2 separate regions of the Mus musculus genome follow, and region 1 is linked to region 2. A link is a contact called in public HiChIP or PLAC-seq data. All regions are on one chromosome and are shown on one strand. Each heading gives the region's core, a stretch centred on a gene start, on an enhancer-like site or on the middle of the called end of the contact. The rest is flanking DNA. Distances are from core to core; before and after follow the strand shown.

Evidence for each region. HiChIP or PLAC-seq counts read pairs in DNA pulled down with a chosen protein or histone mark.
Region 1: a contact with region 2 is called in an H3K4me3 HiChIP or PLAC-seq map of embryonic stem cells, with 5 read pairs. The contact joins the promoter of Wdr78 here to the promoter of Ak4 in region 2. A contact is called at or near these places in 1 of 39 promoter capture datasets (liver) and 2 of 115 datasets of contacts at active chromatin or transcription factors (embryonic stem cells and stem cell-derived neural progenitor cells).

The regions. Positions count from the first base shown.
Region 1 is chr4:103,112,690-103,115,641 of GRCm38.p6, reverse strand. It overlaps Wdr78 (WD repeat domain 78), which reads left to right and starts at 1,343. Exons shown (of 17, transcript NM_146254.4): 1 at 1,343-1,532. The coding sequence starts at 1,486. It also overlaps a transcript of Mier1 not described here.
Region 2 is chr4:101,418,263-101,421,269 of GRCm38.p6, reverse strand. It overlaps Ak4 (adenylate kinase 4), which reads right to left and starts at 1,567. Exons shown (of 5, transcript NM_009647.5): 1 at 1,305-1,567. The coding sequence starts at 1,449.

The DNA of each region.
Region 1 (2,952 bases), core at 94-2,593, 1.7 Mb before region 2:
TCTGCATTGAACCTCAACCAGTTGGTTCTTAACCACGTCCGAAACTCAGCCAGGCACTGGGAGAATCGAGCCACCACACCATCTGGATTAAAGGAAAGAAAGCCTCAGTAGCAAAGAGACAGAGACAGTTACCTCAAGCTCACTCAGTCTCACATTTTCAAAAGATGTCCCAGAACCAGGTCAACCGCCCCGTGGGAATTTCAGCAAAATGAAACAAAGATTGAGTCCTGCAATTTATAAGCAATGCTAAAGATTACAAAGAACCCAATAATTACATTTCTGTATTTCACCCATGATTTGAGAAAAGTCTAGTCAATTCCGGGTCATCTCCGTTAAGCGGTCTTAGAAACCTAGCTGGTCTTAAAATTGCCTAAGGTCTTCTGCAAAATTACAAAAATTGAGGTTTAATAGAAAAACTGAAGCCCTCCCCGGGAGTGGGGGAAGAGACTTGCCCAAGGTCACACAACATGCAAGGACCAGAGATGGGAACCAGGCCAGCAAGCATCTACATTACAAGCTAAAAGAATAAGGCCACTCGCGGGGGAGATAGGCACTGGGAGCGGCTGGTTCCCTGCAATGCTGTCTCTGAGTCTCTCGCCCCTCTAGCTCCCTCCGACAACGGCAGGTTGACCCAGGTTGCGCCTATCACCTCAAGGGATGCTCTGCTAAGAGAGCCAACCTCAACTGGCTGGACAGCTAGAGAAATCAGGGGCACAGAGGTGGAGCCACGGGGGAGTGGCCAGGAAGCCACACCCCTGCCGCGGAGCGAGGGCCGACCGAAAAGGGCGGGAGCTGGCCTGCCCGCCCCGCAAACTCACTCCGCAGCGTAATCCCGGCGCGCCGCGGAAGCGGCGAAGATTGGGCGCCGCCGCCGCCACCGCGAAGGCCGAAAGACCGGGGAGGGGCGGGGCGGAAACTACGCATGCGCGCCAGACGGCAGCGCCTCCAAGCCGCCAGCCCTCCCGGTACACTCGGGCAGCCCCGCCCCGGAAGTTAGGAGTCTTCCGGGCGGCGCTCTCCCGTGGGGGGAGGGGAAGTGGGGAAAAGGAGACTGCGAGCGCCCCTGGGGCCCCGGTTCCCGATCGAAGGATGGGTAAGATGGTCTGTGGAGGCTGCACTTACAGCCGCCGCTGCTGCCGCCGCCTCCGCTGCTGCCGCCGCCGCCTGGAGACGCCCCATCCATCCGCCTGCAGCCGGGAGACTCGCAGCCTGGGAGGGGCCTAGGGCCTGGGCCGCCCGCCTCCTCCGAATCGTCGCCCGAGCTTCCTCCAGCTCCACCAACCCTCTACCCTCCCCTCCGCCTCCGCCCTCCTCCTCCACCTCGAGCGGCCAGCCAACCGCGCGGCCGCTTCTTGAGCCAGGCTCCGCGGTCGCCATGGCGCCCGGCAAACATTCCTGAGCTGCTGAGCGGGCAGTTGGGAGTCCGGGCATCGCCGAACCTGCTGGGGAAGGGGGCGCCGAGCCCTGGTCTAAAAAGTCACCACCATGCATAGCTCTCCGACGAGCACCCGCAAGCAGGCCAGCTTCGCCGCGTAAGTTCCGCACTAGATCCGTGTGGCCCGTTCCTCTAGATCCCGGAGAGACAGCCAGCCCTTCGGTTTGGAAAGGGGTTCCCAACGCATTCGATCCCGCGGAGCCCCCCAGGCAGCGCCGGATCCTCTGGCTTGATTCGGTCTGTGTAAAAACTCCCGCTGCCGTGCTAGACCGGAGTTTGTCGAGGACCACCCTGCCTATTTCTTCCAAGCGCTTTTTCTTGTATTCTTTCATTAGGTCTCTCAACTTCCAAGCTGTCTCGTGTTCTGGCTCCTTGGTCTCTGAGCAACCAAAGCTAATTTTAATATGTACGCCAGCAGAGGATTTTTTTTTTTCATCTCTTTCTGCCAGCTTACCTTAAGACTCTTAACTGCTTAGTTCATGCCGCTAAGCTAGGAGAAAGGCCCAAAGATAATGTGGACTCGTGTGGCGTTGAACTTGGAAGTGGTTTGAATTTTCATTAAAATATTCCCCCTTTCATGCTCGAACATTTCAGTGGTTTTGCGGTCTTCCCAGAGCAGCCACATCTTTTCTTCCAACATCCTCTCAGCTAATTCGCCCTTTGAACTTACTGAAAGTTCTGAGGAGAGAGCCTTGCATTTGCCCTTGAGTTAAGTGCTCAGCCTTACATCGCTTCTCCGAAAAAGCGCTTTCCAATAGCTTACAACAGTCGGTTGGCACTTTAGTTGTTAACTAGCCAGTCACCAGCTTTGATCTAAATGACCACTTACTTTACTGAGTTTTGAAATGCTTCAGTTAGCTAATAGGACATTTTTCAATCTTCACTAGGCTCGTGGCTAGTTTCTGCTGTTATGTATCAATGTCTGTTTGTGTTTATAGATCAGGGTCTTTCGCCCTGTGTAGCCCTGGCTGATATGGAACTGGTTTGAAAGTGCTGGGATTAAATAAAGGCTTGGGCCACCTGGCCTGGCCTTCTTTTTCAAAATAGTTTACTAATCTGTCTCCTTCCTAAATATGTGTTGTGGAGGCAGGTGGTTCACTTCGTTGTTGCCTTGTGCCTTTCAAAGTTAAGTATATGCATGATTCACAAGTTTTCTTATCTCTTCAAGATCTCTCTCAAGAAAACAAAACTGAAGCAATTACACCCAGTGTGCTCGAAATTCATCCTCAGCGCTGTAATTTACTGCCCCTTTGTTTCCAGTCCGCAGCCATCCCAGTTCATTAAACTGCAACCCTTGCACTTCCTCGGTATGGGTCCTGCATCTTTACTGCCAAGCATTGAGGGCCACTTCACTTCGTCAAGTAGCTGTGCTCTCCAGACCTAACAGTCATTTCTGCATTGGAATAGCTGGCTGAATCGTCTGCTTGCCAACACCCTCCACATAGTAGTCTGCACAAAACTTCCTTAAGCTTTTCCCTTTCCCTCTGAGCTCCCTTTCTTCCAAGTCCCCACGGGAT
Region 2 (3,007 bases), core at 318-2,817:
CAAAGTATGAATAAAGGCACTTGACACGGGGAGCTCCCCGTGCACAAAGCTAGTACCACACTCAAATAACAAATAAATAAGATTTTAAATTCTAATTTAAAACCGGTTTTGAATGTCGCTCCATGGTGCGGTACCTGCCTAGATTATTAGAAGACCCGGTACGCACAAACGCTTCTATCTCTGACACACATATGAGGGAAAGTACCCCTGATTGTCCAAATAAAGGCTGGTCTTTGCAACCTGCTTCAGGGTATAATAAGTAGCTTTTCAGATGCTTCAAGAGGTTGCTTTTAATCGCTTTCCAACATTGTCCTCCACCCACCTGTTCATGATCCTAGGTGCTTCTGAAATGCAGATTTATTAACAATTAACCCATAACAAGCCATAACCACCGTGCACACAAATGAGAACAGAAATAGGGAAGGATCTTATGGGCAACACATTTCATAAGGGGTTTGCTAATTAACACTCATCAGCATCCCAGGATGGTCTGCGCCCCACAGTAGCACGCGGATAACTCACCTTCTTTGGAACCGAGGAAGAGGGGAGAAGGGAGACACTTGCAAGACTAAGTGATGGGGCGATCTAGACCCCCAACTTCACCGCATCCGCCAAGGGACAACCTCAAAAGGCCACTTGCAGCAAAGCTGCACTCAAAATGCAATCTTTCAGAACAAGTCTCCGGGTCTGCAGGCGGCCAAGCTGGGCTTGAGGAGGGGGGGGGGGGGTTAGCAGGGACAGTTCGTCGCGGCCGCCTGCACCGACCACAGGCCTTTCACCGCCACGCAGCACTTAGCTCCAGGCTGGAGCGCGCGCGAGAGGCCGTGGGGGAGCGAGCCGCAGAGTCCCAGAGCGCCAGCGGCCGCGACTCCCACAGGTGGGCGGCGCGGTGCTCGTCTCCTCGCGGGGGAAGGCGACCCGCGGTTGAGAAGGACCACAACTGGGAACCCAGGGGCTCGGCTTTCGGCAGGCGGCACGAGAGGCCAGTTAGGGTCCCCGCCGAGAGGCTCGCGTTTCCCTCGGCCTGCCGTGCAGGGTCCCTTCCCACGCGCGTGCGGCCAGTGCAGTCCGAGGCGCTGCCGAGCAGCCTCGGCCTCCCCCGGGCGCGGTTAAGCAGCGCGGGCGGGCGGGCAGGCTGGCGGCCGGCTGCATGCGCCGCGGCACGTACAAGCCCGCACGGGCACACGCGGGCGGGGGCAGGGCGCCGGCGCCGAGGGGACCCGAGCCCGCGACCGCCCTGCTCCCGGCCCGACCAACCCGCCAGACTCGTCTCTACCCTCACTCCCCCCGCCTTAGCTCCTCACCCGTGCCGGTCTTGAGGTTCTCCCGCAACAAGTGGCCGCTGGAGAGATGCTGGAGGCCAAAGTTCTGGGCGATCCTTTCGCAAACGGTGCCCTTGCCAGAGCCGGGCGGCCCGAGGATGACCGCGCGCAGGAGTTTGGAAGCCATGGCTTTGGCGGTGGCCAGGACGGCAGCCCGCGCACTTTGCCCAGCAGCCCCTGCCTCGACACCCTCCGCACGCGGGGACTCGCCTGCCACCCCTACAGGGGAAAGGAGAGGCTTTAAAGACTGCCCCGCCCCTCGGCCCCGCCCTCCGCCACCTCCTCGGGCCCCGGCCGCTCCGGTGAACCGTCGCAGCCCCCACCCCACCCCCACTCCCATCCCCCGGCCTGCAAGCTCGGCCCTCTGGGGTCAGAGGTCAGTCAGACCCACCCGAGTCCTTCCCTGCTGCCCAGTCCAGGCGCGCAACTCCGGGAAGCCCCTGCCGGTCCCCGCACGTGGGCAGAGTGGGAGCAGCTCTCCGGGCGCTTCTCGGTGACTGTCGCTTCCCCCCACAGTGGCCGCTGCCTGCAACTGGAGGGGCCCACCTCCGTCCCGAGCAGCCGGGGAGACACACACCTCGGTGGAAAGGAGCGCGGCCAGACTTAGCCCGGATCCCGCTGGGCGGCGCCGCCTCTGCCGGGCTGGCCGCGCGGGACTCGCTGCTTCTTACGTAAGCCGGGAGCCGGCTCCACGCTACCGCCGCCGCGCCCCCTCCTCTCCCCTCCCGGCGTGTCCGGAGCCAGGCTGAGGCTGCGGGGGCGAACGGAGATGAAGACGCCCAGAGAGAAAGGAACCGCCTGGGGACCCGGTCTATTGTCAAGGGGAAGGAAAAACACAACTTGTTGAGCGCCTACCCTGTGTCCAATTCTAGGCTGTGTGATTTTATTATGCAACCTTTACAGGTACCGATGGAGGAAGGCTTGGAATATGTACGCACCATTCGTTCATATACTTAGCAGTGTAAAGTGGAGATCTCTTTGTTTTAATCCCTGTGAGGGAATCAAAACGCCTGAGACTGTCCCTTAAACCAGGGTGGTTTACACCAGTGTTCACTGCAGGCCCTGGCAAGAGTAGAAAGTTGTGGGCGGGCCTGAACTTATTACTTACTTATTGAGACCTAATCTCAAAAAAAAAAAAAAAAAAAAAAAGTAAAAAAAGATCTATTGTATACCCAACGCTCTTCTTTTTGCTTGATATACAACAACAACAAATGATCGAATCCTGGCCCCATAGTTGCAGCCAAAGTTTTAAAACCTTGACTGGCTCCATCCAATGCCAGCGCCCTGAAGAGGAGGAAGAGAAGGATGACTTTGGCTGTACTCCGAGGAAGAGAGAGAAGGACAGAGGATCCCAGGGCTTCTTTGCCAAGGATATAATACTCTCGACTCTGCTCACCACCTCAAACGGCGGCTTTCTTTTCCTTGCCCCTCACATACCAACCAATACTCCCACATGCCTCAGCCTTTGCTTTGATTTGTTTGAGACAGGGCTTCTCTTCACAGCCCAGGATGGTCTTGAACTCACCATGCTTTTGCCACTGCCTTTTTTTTTTTAACTAGGTATTTTTTTTTCATTTACATTTCCAGTGCTATCCCAAAAGTTCCCCCATATCCTCCCCCACTCCGTCGCCATCCACTCCCACTTCTTGGCCCTGGCGTTCCCCTGTACTGGGGCATATAAAGTT